Regions from separate parts of the Pan troglodytes genome. Here region 1 is linked to region 2. Evidence: chromatin contacts called from public Hi-C data. All regions are on one chromosome and are shown on one strand. Each heading gives the region's core, a stretch centred on a gene start, on an enhancer-like site or on the middle of the called end of the contact. The rest is flanking DNA. Distances are from core to core; before and after follow the strand shown.

Region 1 (6,705 bases), core at 1,351-3,850, 330 kb before region 2:
GGACTGCAGTCCTGCTCTTTTCTCCACACTAAAGCCAGAGATTGGAAATTTAAACCTGATCATGTCATTCATTCCTCTGCTTACAGTCCTAGAACTCTAAGTCCCTATGGCTTCAGGATAAAACCCAAACTTAGCTTGACATATGAAGCCCTTTATGATCCTTGCCTACCTCTCCAGCTTTATCTCACCAGCTACCCCCTTGCCCCATCCCAGTCACTATGAATACAAAAAAACACCCTATACACACCTATAACCACACTGCACTGCTTTGCAGTTTCTTGAATGTGACATGCATTCTCTAGCTTCTGTTCCTTTATATAGGCTTCTCCCTCAGCCTGGAACAGCCTTTCCTGTCCTCTTTATCATGTTAAAACCTATATAAACAAGATGCAATTCAGGTGTCGCCTCGTCTAGATCACCCTTTTTGACACCCCTAAAGAATGTAGGTTAGGTTCCCTTTACTATGAGTTCCCAAAGCACAGTGTGCTCACCTAGACAACATCATTTAACACATTGAATTTATATGGTGGAGATAATGCATTCAAAGACACAGTGAGTGGAGTCTGATTATAGTAAGAATATTAAGAACTGAGATTGGATCGCCAAGGTATAGGCATGTTACACAGGACCTTAAAAGGCTAGGAGGAATAATGACATGATGCACAAAAAGACTTCTGCATAAAGGGATGACAAGGCCGGGCGTGGTGGCTCACACCTGTAATCCCAGCACTTTCGGAGGCCAAGGCAAGCAGATCACGAGGTCAGGAGATTGAGACCATCCTGGCCAACATGTTGAAACCCCGTCTCTACTAAAAATGCAAAAATTAGCTGAGTGTGGTGGCACGCACCTGTAATCCCAGCTACTCGGGAGGCTGAGGCAGGAGAATCGCTTAAACCTGGGAGGTGGAGATTGCAGTGAGCCAAGATCACGCCACTGCACTCCAACCTGGAGACAGAGCAAGACTCCATCTCAAAAAAATGAATAAATAAATAAAAATAAAATAAAGGGATGACAGAGTCAGAGTATGGTTAAAACTGGAAAATATTATGTAGTCTAGCCCCTTTATTTTTATAAAGGAGAAAATTAAGCCCTGGGAAAAGGGCTTCCTCAAAATCACTTTAAAGTTATAGCTTCAGGAATATGGATCTGCAGCAGTGCTTGGAATGCATAAGGGAAAGGGAGAGGCTAGAATCACAAAGGAAGCTGAAAGTCAAGTCAATTGTCTAATAGAGCTTCACCCAATAGAACTTTCTGCAAAGATGAAAATGTTCCAATTCTATATTTATTCAATATGTTAGCAACTAGCCACATTTGGGCACCCAAATTTTTAATTTACTTTAAATCCAATTTGTCATATGTGGCTACTGTATGAAACAGCACAGGTCTAAAGCATTTCATGTCCAAAAAGGAATACCTTGAAAAACAATTCACTTCTACTAACAGAAGAAACTAAAACACCATGAACACTTGAAGACTGACTAGTATCACATTCTCTTACCTCCTCATAGCTTGCAGTTCTATCAATCCGGTGAATAATATCAATATTAACATTCCCCAGTCGTTCAGCAAATGTAAGAAACTGGAAGGGAAAGTATATTTAAGATACATAATTATTTAATATTTATCAGATCTTTAATATCTATTTGAATGCTGCATGTAGGCATCTCTAATCACAAAGGATAAGTGGAAAAATAAACTGAAAAACATACGGCCATAAACAAATTTACTGCATCACTGTTCAAAGATAATGAATACTTCTATATGTTTGCATAATTTCTCTCAGCTATGTCATTTCAAATAAAATTTCCATTGCTAGACTGGTGAGCCTAGGTGGATGCTGGCAATTAGTCTCGCTAGATCTATTAGGTTTCATACCCTCCCATAAGCATGGGGACCTAGCAAAGTCGCTGCAATAAAAGTGTTTTTAAACATATACAGACCTATGATTGTATCCTAACGAAGACCTGGAAACAATCTATCAAGGGGCAAACAGAGAAAGCGCTGTATATTTGCCCTTAGCTGGGAATCACTCACCGCCAGCCGACTCGCCCAATTCTGTCTTTAAAGATAAAAGAGCAGGGGAGAATTGGTCCTAAGCAATCTCTTGGAATAGTGAATTTAATTCTGGACTACAGGAAATTCCCAGGACTGGCCAGACCCCATAAAACATGGGTGAAACTTGCTGTCCAGACTTCTTTCCTCCCCCAACCCATGTTTACTACATTCAGTGTCTCCCTCTTTCGCCGGAGCCTCCAGGAAAGTGACACACTCGGCCTAGAAGTCTGAGGCCCCTGGAGTCTCGCTCAGAGCCTGTCTCACGACTGAGGCAGCGGAGACCCGCGGCTCCCTGCCTAAGCTCCCGCGCTCACCCGGTAGGTGTTCTCGGTCTTGTGGGAAACGGGCTTTGTCTTCATGGCTGCAGAGGGCCAGTGGCCCGCGACGGCCTCGGGAGTGTCGAAGGGATGCAACCGACAGTAAGGAGGGGAAAGCGGCTCACAGGCTATACTCTCCGATTCCCAGATGCCCAGACTTTCTCACGTGCGGCTTGAGCCCCTGGGCGCCGCCATGTTGGAGACAAGGAGGAGCCTGAGTGGGTCACGTGGACGGAAAAATAGAACGGCGCAGGCGCACCCTTTGGCGGGGGCCTACAGGAGGCGGGGCTGCGCACATAAGGGCGGGCGTTTGGGTGAGGTGTTCTTTTCACTCCCTTCGGTAAAGGTTTAGAAGACAAATGTATTTTCATTATAAAATAAAACATACCTGTCATCGTTATCAACGAACATTACTGTCCCTCACTACGTACCCTGCATCGTGCAAAGATCCTTTCATCCATAATTTCACAGTAAAGCTTATTAGGGATGTTAATACAAAGGAGGTACTGCGTCTATCTATATATCTATATATAGATATATACTTTTTTTTTTTTTTTTTTGAGACGGAGTCTCACTCTGTCTCCCAGGCTGGAGGGCAGTGGCGCGATCTCGGCTCACTACAATCTCCGCCTCCCGGGTTCAAGCAGTTCCCCTGCCTCAGCGTCCAGAGTAGCTGGGACTACAGGCACCCGCCTCCACGCCCGGCTAATTCTTTTGTATTTTAGTAGAGACGGGGTTTCACCTTGTTGCCCAGGCTGGTCGCGAACTCCTGAGCTTAGGCAATCCGCCCGCCTCGGTTTCCCAAAGTGCTGGGATTACAGGTGTGAGCCACCGCGCCTGGCCGGTACTGTGTATATTTTTAAGCCAATTTGACACAAGAGGAAACCAAGGTTGTGCAGCTGGTAACTGGCAGTCTTCACTCAGACTCTAAATTTTGGTATTCTTAACCACTACGCTTTAAATAAAATTGAAAAATAGAGAAGGAGTTTTAAGAAAAATCTTTTAATTTCATGCACAACCGCTGTTAATGTTTGGTGTTTTTCCCATCACTTTACTGTCTACACATAGCATGTTGTTAAATTGTACAGTTATATATATATATGTACAATTTTAAAAAATAATTTAAAAATATAATTATTTACCCCATTTTACATTCATTCATTCATTCATTCAGCAACTATTTCTTGAGAGTCCTCTGTGGACCAGGTACTGTTCTGGGAGCCAAACGAGAAAGGCAATAATAGTATTAATAATTATTTGAAAATATTCACAGCCTTCAATTCCTGGGCTAAAGTGAGCCTCCCACCTCAGCCTCCCAAGTAGCTAGGGCTACAGGCATGCACCACCACACCCAGCTCTTTTATTATTATTATTATTATTATTATTTGTAGAGATGGGATCTTGCTATATTGCCCAGGCTGGTATCAAACTTCTGGACTCAAGCAGTCCTCTTGGCTTGGCCTCCCAAAGTGCTGGGATTACAGGGGTGAGCCACCATGCCCAGACTGGAAATACTTGGTCTGAGATGCTTACATTTTAGTCAAGGAGTGATGTTAAGTAGACAATTGGATATATTGTTGTACAGAGCTCACTGTAGCAGTCTGGGCTGCAGACGTGACTTAAATACACCTAAATACCTCAAGTGTGAGGCATTTGCGACTGGGAAAGAGAGCCAGTAAGGTAGAAACAGACTAGTTATGGCATGGAAGCAGAGCTGGTGGCCAACTATACTGCAAATTCGAGGATAGAGAAGTGGTTGCTGGATCTGACAAGGTGAAGGTCACTGGTGACCTTGCTAAGTACAGTCTAGTTGGAAGAAAGGAAGTGAAATATGCATGGATTGAGGAGGTAATCAGAGTTGAGAAAGTGAACATAACACTTTCAAATTGTTATTGGCATTATCACATCAACATTTTCTGTGTCACCACAGGGTTGTTCTAAATATTTTAATGCCTCCATAGCATTTATAGATTTTTTTATAATAAAATATTGACGTGCCTAATGTTCCATTGGCTTTCAGTAGGCTAATAATTGGTCTTTTTTTTTTTTTAAAGCCTTTTATGGGTCACAGGGAAATCTAAGAAAGCTGTAGAACTTCTCCCAGAAAGATGCAAAGAAGCTCATCCACACTAAAATGTGCACGTTTCAGAGAGTTAGAAGCCTGCAGTTAACTGAGGGTAGAAGCCCCCACTCAAAGCAATATTTTCCCAACCTGTTGCCAAAATCACCCCCACATCATTGTGCCATTTTCCTTCTCTGCAATTTATTTTTGGTAATGGAGTTAACTGGACAATAAGGAGTGAAGAGAAAAATCAAAGAAACTGAAAGAACTGACACATGTTATATTGACCATTTATTGTTTGCATTGTTCTTCATTACATGACCCTCATACACTGACTTGACTCTGACTGGCTTAACAATATGTCAATAGAACATGGTGGTTGAGAGCATAGATGCTGGAACCAGGTTTTCTGGAGGTAATCCTGGTTCTGCCATTTATTAGTAGGGTCAATTACCCTTTCAGAGTGACATTTCCATATATGTAAATGAAGCTAACAAAAGTAGCTACCTCACGGATGGTGATTATGCAGAGTAAATAAGCTAATGGATAAAAGATGCTTAGAACGTGCCAGACACCATAATTGCGCAAGCTCAGAAATTACTTAACCTTTCTGAGACCCAATTTCCTCATCTATAAAATAGAGATGACAATAATACCAGTCTTTCAAGATACTGTGTTGGTGCATAGAGCATGAAATAAATGTTTGCTAAGTGGATAAATAAATGACCATTTATTCTCTACTACCTGGCTACCTGACAAGTTCCTTAAGGGCTGGCACCTTATACTTTTTCAACTTTGTGTCATCAGTTCCCTTGAACATAAGAGTTGTTTAATGAATGTCTGTTGAATTACCAAAGCTTATAATACTTACATTGACCCGGACAAATTTAAGAGTAATATAGTTCCAGCATTGGATGTGAATTGCACCACATGATTTTTGGTATCTCTCAAAACTAAGTTTCTAAGCTTTAATGGAATACCGAAAGCATCCGTGAAGAGCACGAGTGTTTCTTATAAACATTTCCTTGCCTCCAGCGTTTGTCCTCTGTCAAGGCCTTTGAATATCCTATACCATCCTTTATATCCTTTTTCCATTAGGGCTCTGCCTGTCCTAACTACTCCAGCCAGTAAATAACATACATTATTTTTTCATTCTTTTATTCTTAAGCTTTATAGGGCGCTCCTGGAAGTTTTGCTTTTTAATTTTTGTTTCCTTATTGCTTAGCGTGCTGCAATTTCAAGCCAAGAAACTTTAAGAGCATGTGAGAGCTAGGCCCAGTGGCTCATGCCTGTAATCCCAGAGCTTTGGGAGGTCAAGGTGAGAGGATTGCTTGAACCCAGAAATTTGAGACCAGTCTTGGGCAACATGGCGAAATCCCATCTCTACAAAAAATACAAAAATTAGCCAGACATGGGGATGTGCACCTGTAGTCCCAGCTACTCAGGAGGCTAAGGTGGGAGGAACACTTGATGCGGGAGGTCAAGGCTCCAGTGCTGTGATCCTGCGACTGCACTCCAGCTTGGGTAACAGAGTGAGACCCTGTCTTGAAAGAAAAAAAAGGAAGGAAGGAGAGGGAGAAAGAAGGGAAAGTAAAGGAAAGGAAGGGAGGGGAGAGGAGGGAAAGGAAGGGAAGAAAGCACATGAGGAGTTTACCCAGCCTAGACAAGAAAGTGGGATCCAGAGAAGTCTTCTTGGGGGAAGTGACATCTAAGCTGAGACCTGGAAAATGAATAGGAATTAGCCAGGCAAGGAATGGACATGAATGGTGTTATCTAGGTAGAGGGAGGAGTATAGGCATTTGTCTCAAAACGGTTGAGACAAATTTGGTTACTTTTAGTTTCCAAGGCAAAGGCACACCCTGTCAAATTAGCATTGGCCATGGGTATCATCTTTAGCATCCGTGGACTAATAATAGGAAAGAATAGGGACAAGAGGAAGCTCAGAGGTAAGAAGAGCCTTGGTTTTCTCATCTGTAAAGTGAGATAGACATATGAGAAAGTCAACAGTCATATGAGACAGTTGAAAGATTAATTAACACATTGTATCGCTTCTCAGCCTTTTGGCTAAGATCAAGTCTAGTAATTAACACATTGTATGTGGTGATCTGGAAGGGGGCAAGTCGACCTAGTGGCATGGTCTTGTTTAGAAAGCAGTTCAAGGAGTGCTGTGTATCAGGGCAGAGAGGATTTGACTCAGAACAAGGGACCAAGGAAGTGAATGTAAAAAAAAGAAAGAGAAGAGAAAGTTTTAGTAATTCTTTGTTGGTTTT
Region 2 (6,848 bases), core at 3,060-5,559:
AAAATCCTTGGCCTGAAAGAAATTGGCATTGAGATGATTCTTATTTAAATATAAGTACAGTGTGATGGATTTGGTTGTAAAGAGGCTAAATGATATTTGGTTGCAACATTTTGGAAAAAAATTACTATAAAATGCACATCTTTCTAGCTCTGTCATTAAGGTCTAGAACAATTGTATCTGATGTCAATTATGTTCATGGGAAATTGCTAAGTGAGCATATATAATGTGAAAGTCAAGATGACATGATGAGTCAGGCACTGTGGACTAGGGAGAAATCCATGCAGTCCTCATGGGATTCACACTGTGTCTGGGAAGCAGAGGTGCACAGAGGAGCCCTGAGGCCTCAATTCAAAGTCTATCATGCCATCGTTTCTGTTGTTTCCCATCTGGAATGCCATGCCCTTCTACTTTCTGACTTGGTGAATATCTAATCATCCTTTAAGTCCCAGGTCACCTCTCTTAACCCTCCTGCAATCTCTGCAGAGTATGAAATTCCCCAGGGCTTCCATAGAACTTTTCAAACTGCATTCTATCCGTTTCACATCTGCCTTCATTGCTAGTTAGTGAGCTCCTCAAATACGCTGAGCATATTGTGGCAGCTAATATTTTCCAAAGATGGCCCCAACATTACTGCTTATCCCACACATCTTCTAGAACCTTATGACTCTCCATCAAGAGGTGGAATCTATGTCCCTTCCCCTTCATTCTGCCTTTCCCAGTGGAGTACAGCAGAATAAATGCTTCTAGGGCTAGGTCATAAAAGTTCACTTTTACCTTGTTCTCCTAGAACCCAGCCACGATGTCATGAGAAAGCCTAGGCAGCCTGTGAAGAGGCCCACAGCCCACAACCCTGACTGAGCTTTCAGCTGACAGCCAACACCAACATTCCAGCCATGTGAGTCAGCCACCTTAAAAGGGGGGTCCTCCAGACACTACTAGTGCTGCTCTGACTGATGTCCTATGGAGCAGACGGAAGCTGTCCCTACCAAGTCCTGCTCAATTGCAGATTTGAGAGCAAAAAGAATGACTATTATTTTAACATACAAGTTTTGGAGTTGTTTGTTATACAACAATAGATAACTAGAACATTTATTTTTTTATTCTCCAGTGCCTGGCACAGTGCCTGGAACATAATAGATGCTCAATACACGTGTGCATGAGGATTGATACTCTCACTGCAGGGGCTGGACGCGACAAAGGGAACCTTCTTTAATTCCTCTGTGGGCAGTTATGGTGGAAGGAATTTTTAGCTTGTCTTTCCTTGTTTCTTTTCCCTCCCCTGCATCACAAACACAAGGACATTTCCATAGGCAGGCTTGTGGCTGCTGCTGACTATCCAATTAAATATTGGGTCCCAGTGAATTCTGCTATGCTTTGAAAAAAGACAGTTGCCTAACGTTAGCATCAGAACAAAGACGTGGGTTTCTGGGAGGAACTCTGACTGGGTGATTTACTCAGCCATGCGCATGTTAAAAAACAGAAATAGCTGCTCCTCCGTCTCAAAGGCAGGTGTTAGATTTCAGACCTTACAACTTTTAGACCATCTGGGTATTACAGAGATGGGGCTAGCATAGCCTCAAATGAAGGGACAGGGAACAACCTGTTAGGAGGGCTGGTGGCTGCACTATATTGTTTGTTGTCACCTTAGCACCTCCTTCTGAGTCCTCTGCATTGCTGAGAAGCTGGGACCAGAACCTGGTTCTGGTTTCCCAGAATCCCCTTCTCCATAAAGTTCTGGGTTAAAGTGTACAATGATGGGTGCTCAGATGGAAGGTGGGAAAGGAAAGGCTGTTTCTCAGGCAGGTAGTTACAGGCAGATTTGAGGTTTGAAGCAGCTCCAGGTAAGTTTTGAGAATCACGTGCTGCAGAAGGGCATTAGTGAGATCCCAGTGGCTTCCACGCCGGCACCTGAGACCTGCTGCTGTGGTGCTTCAGGCTGAAGTGATGGGAAGTGGATTCCCTGACCTTCATGCCCAACCTTTTAAGTGGTTTTACAGTGCTGTAAAATTCTTTATTGAACACTTCATTCCTGGAGGACACAGAGTGGCTTTCCTGCACAACCCCAAATGAAAGAGGGGCTAGGCAATTATAAGTACTAGGGAAGAATTTTAAAGAAGAAACTTTGGGTTTCTGGGTAGGCAAAAGTGAAGAGGTAGCACCCAGAATGAGAGTTCAACTGATTAATGGAAAAGGACAAGTTAGGGAGGTGTTTGCAACTAGGTCGGGCCTCTCCAAAATCCCAACACTGCTCGTGCACTTGACTTTTTTCCCTGTTCCGTGCCCCGTAAGAGTTCATTTAGATGCAAACACCAGAGCTTACCTCTATCCCACAGCCAAATCCAGCTATTCCCCCTGTTACCATACCTCCCGATTCAGTTACTCCACTTACTCTTCCTACACCCATGCCAGCCTGCATAGGAATGCACAAAACAAAGGAAACCCAGCAGTGGGAAAATTCTGCAATGCTTTAGAGAGTTGGGTTTAGACATGCAAATTCCAATTTCTCTTTGTGCTTAGTTCACCCATTATCATAGAGATTTTTCTTGAACTCCTGAAATGAAATAGTGACTCCTTCCCAGCATTCCTGTATATTTCTCCACAATACCTATTACATCTGATATATTTATTTAATGCCTCCCTTCCTTCAATAGTAGTAGATATTCATCAGACATTTGATGAATGAATGAATGAATTACTTCATCTGGAAATGGAGTTATTAGATACCACAGACTGCTCTTAAAATATGCCTAAGATACAATAGGAAGTGAGCTAAGCCAGGGCCCTTGCCTCAAGAGGCAGTGCTGCATCATCACTTTTGCAACTAAGGTATGTCAAGTTCAATTAATAATACTCAGCTTACACTTCATCTTTTTCAAATTTTTCACTTGTAAGGGTTACAAGCTGGAGATTGTAAATGGATTTACAGTTCTCCAGGCTGCTTCAAAGCTTTTAAATCTCTCCATGCCATTAATGAATAATTAGTGTCATATTCATGATATATACTTTGCATAATTTTCAGCAATTTATCATAACAGCAAAAACAGCAGGAGCAAAAATATCACAAAGAAAGGACTTCAATTCCTTTCATAAATATAATACAATGCCCACATGTGGCACATAATGATGATTATGCAAAACGTGCTTTATATCAGAGAAGTTAAATTTAGACTGCTGAGAAAATCTTTTAGATTAAATAAGTTTCTTTTTGTGGGATGACAACAGTTCATAAAATGACTTGAGTTTTTCGGCTGTGCCTTGTATAATGGGCATTTTTTTCCCTTAAAGTTGGTCTGTCTTGACTGAAGTAATATGCGTGAGTTATATGAAATACGTGTTGATTTGGAATAATCCTTTGAGTAAATCAAGATAACTTTGTACTGGTCATCTTGACCTGGCAACAGAAATGTTTTGATTAAACTTTGTCTACCTAAATAAGCAAAAGCAGTTGAGGCAATAATGAGGCCCTGAGATCTTTAAACCGGTCTCAGAAATTAGAGTAAGACTAAGGGAGGGAGGGAAAGGAGGGAGAACACTTTCTCTCAAACCATCATCAATTTGATAAAACTGCCCTAACAAGATGAACCAGTAAGAACACAGCCCTGATTCTACAGACTGATATGGGGCAGTGGTAGGTGGACTGAGTCCTGGTGATGAGGTGGGACTTATCGTTATATCTCTTGCCATCTACCAGGTCCCCTCAGCTTTCCCTAGACACACAAGGACTTTCAGCCCAAGAGGTGACAGGATTGAATGCTTGAGCTTCAGGAACAGGATGACCAGTGGTTGAAATCACTCCCTTCTTTATCAGTACCATCAATGCCAACAACAGCCATGCGTTAAAGCTGTCAATATGTCCAGACTCTTTCCTAAGCATATTGTAATTTATTAACTCATTTTATCCTCATAATAGCCCTTGAGATAGGAATTATCTGGCACTTAACAAACAAAGAAACTAAGGCACAGAGAGATTAAAAGCTTTACCCAGTTATTCACTTAGTAAGTGGTAAAGTAGTAAGTGGATCTAAATCCCAGCTGTCTGGCTTGAGAGCCAGTCTTCACATACTCTATTCTTCCCCTCAAATACACAGGCCTCTTTTCTGATTCAAGAGTCTGATGTTAAGAGTGCTGAAATAAGTTGGTTGAACATGGATAAAAGAATGGAAGCGCTACCCCCTGGACACTACAACAAACCATATAATATTGGATCAAGGGTCAAACCCAGGGATTCTCAGCTAGGGATGATTCCTCCCTCCCCCCACACCAGGACATGTGACAATGCTTGGAGATATATTTGGTTGTCATTACTTGAAGGAGGTGCTACTGGCATCTAGTGGGTAGAGGCTAGAGCTGCTGCCAAATATCCTGTAAAGCACAGAATAGCCCTCTACAACAAAGAATTATCCAGCCCTAAATGTCAATAGGGTCAATGTTGAAAAACCCTGGAGATGAATTGACTGTTGTTACCCAGACTCAGCTGTGAAAATCAGCTATCCACAATCTTTTGTAGCAAACTCAGGATTCCACAAGCTAAGCACTGTAATAAGTCTTTGGAATGCAAAAACCAGTAAGACAAAGTCTCTCTCTGAAAAAAGAAGAGACATGTGTCCATGTGTTCTCATCGTTCAGCTCCCATTTATAAGTAAAAACATGCAGTATTTGGTTTTCTGTTCCTGCATTAGTTTGCTAAGGATAATGGCCTCCAGCTCCATCCATGTCCCTACAAAGAACATGATCTTGTTCTTTTTAATAGCTGCATAGTATTCCATGATGTGTAAATATTATGTTTTCTTTATCCAACCTGCCATTGATGAGCATTTAGGTGGATTACATGTCTTTGCTATTGTGATCAGTGCTGCAGCGAACACACATGTGTATGTGTCTATATGGTAGAATGACTTATATTCCTTTGGGTATATACACAGTAATGAGATTGCTGGGTTGAATGGTAGTTCCGTTTTTAGCTCTTTGAAGAATCTCCACACTGCTTTCCACAGTGATTGAACTGACACTCCCACCAGCAGTGTCTAAACATTCCCTTTTCTCCACAACTTTGCCAACATCTGTTATTTTTTTACTTTTTAGTATTAATAATAGCCATTCTGACTGGCGTGAGATGGTATCTCACTGTGGTTTTAATTTACATTTCTCTAATGATTAGTGATATTGAGCTTTTAATATGCTTGTTGGCCACATGTATGTCTTCCCTCAAAGTGATTACACTAGCAACATGGAATCTTTACCTTTGAGAAACAGTATCCTAAAATTAGAAGAACAACTTGACAAATTAAAACAGAAGAAATTCCAATGTGTACTTGTTCTCTCTTCACTTGGTCAAGGACCCCCATGAATTTCATGTTTGCTGGCATCTCAAAAAGTGCTGTCTGAATACCACAGATTTGGCAGCATCTCTACTACTAACTCAATACCAGTGGTAATGTATGCTGATGGTACCCAGAATGACCCTCAGCCAAACGGACAGTGCCTACCTCTCACCACCTTCACAGACCTCAGCCAATGACTGACTGACGTAGGGGCCCGTGTCTGAAAAGTAGACCAGCTCTGTGCTGCACCTGCTGATTACCGAGTTCCCCTGTGGGATCAGGCTGAAGGTAGTGTCCAGCTGAGGCCATGCTTTTGGCTTAGCTGTTCTCTTCTGCTCCTCTCATGCCCCTTTCTCCTGAGATTGCCCCACCCAACAACAACCTGAGGAAGAATTTTCACCTCAAGTTCTGCTTATGCTTTGGAAATCCAGCCTAAGACTCAAGTTAACAGAAAAGCCACCACAAGTGTGGACTGACATTGGTAGCTCTTGAAAGACACTCAAGGAATCGCCAGGGCTCTGAGGTTCAGAAGAAAATCTGCTTTCTTCCTTCTTTGGTTATGACTGTCCTAAATTCTCCTTTCTTGTCACCTTAACTTGAGACCCTTGGTAATACAAGTGTGTGACATATAAGAAGATTGACTGGAGTAAAGTGGAGATTATTGGGTGGAGAAAAGTCTGATTTTCTTTTTCTTTTTTTTTTTTCTTTTCTGACCAGAAAGCCCTAGAGGACAGAAATCTGGGTAGTGCACATAGTCCTGACACTCATTTATTTGAGACACTCATCATCATGTTTTCAACTGTGAAGGAAGGGAGGATGTTGTCGTTCTTGTATCCTCGGAGTTCTGGATGCTGAGAGAGCATCTACAGCAACAAGCTGGATGTGGCTGCAGTATATAAATGGGGATGAAATTAGGGTAATTTGGGCAGGAAGTCTACAAGGGAACAGAGCCATCTGCATGAGATTAGCTCTTTAAGTGGGGAAATCTTTGTGAAGATTTCCTTTGAACGGGGGTAAAGAAACACTGGGTTGGACAATCAAATACAGTTTTTGTTGTTGTTGTTACTATTGTTGTTTAGCTCTGAATTGATCTATAACTTTATACCCAGATGAATCTAAAACCAAATCCTCTCCAAGCAGATAAACATCTGAACCTTGATCACGCTAAACTTGTTACCAAGTGTATTCCGAGTTCTTCCAAGAGCGTTAAATTATAAATCTCATTAATGCATACACAGTAACAATATATGACCCACTGATGTTGCTATTCCTAATGGTTGCATTATAAAGAATTTGTAAACTGGATGAAAATTTTTCTTAAAGTTTACCTTGAAAACTACTCCAAAATAAAAGTGTTAACACGTTGTATTTAGCTGTTATGATAACAGTAATGATGATAATAATGAAGTTTACTAAATGCTTACCATGTAAAAGGCACAGAGATAAGCACTCGATATAAATGATCTCACTTAATTAAAATAACCCATGAGATAAATCCCATTATTAGCCTCATTTTGCAGATAAGTT

The links. Hi-C and Micro-C count contacts between places; a contact is called where the count stands out from the background.
Region 1: a contact with region 2 is called in a Hi-C map of induced pluripotent stem cells, with 1.6 times the contacts expected there. The contact joins the promoter of UTP20 here to the enhancer-like site in region 2. A contact is called at or near these places in 1 of 7 Hi-C or Micro-C datasets (induced pluripotent stem cells) and 1 of 1 datasets of contacts at active chromatin or transcription factors (stem cell-derived excitatory neurons).

Annotation. Positions count from the first base shown.
Region 1 is chr10:108,104,956-108,111,660 of NHGRI_mPanTro3-v2.0_pri, reverse strand. UTP20 (UTP20 small subunit processome component) reads right to left here and starts at 2,600. Exons shown (of 62, transcript XM_016924041.4): 1 at 2,371-2,600; 2 at 1,500-1,580. The coding sequence starts at 2,415.
Region 2 is chr10:107,774,637-107,781,484 of NHGRI_mPanTro3-v2.0_pri, reverse strand. All of the region lies in intron 6 of ANO4 (anoctamin 4), which reads right to left. Among named protein-coding and RNA genes, the nearest start is that of ANO4, 240 kb to the right of the region's middle. Within about 2 kb of position 4,309, at least 2 of the 24 cell types and tissues checked have an H3K27ac peak or open chromatin away from gene starts, as enhancers often do. A contact at or near this core is called in induced pluripotent stem cells, where this site is marked.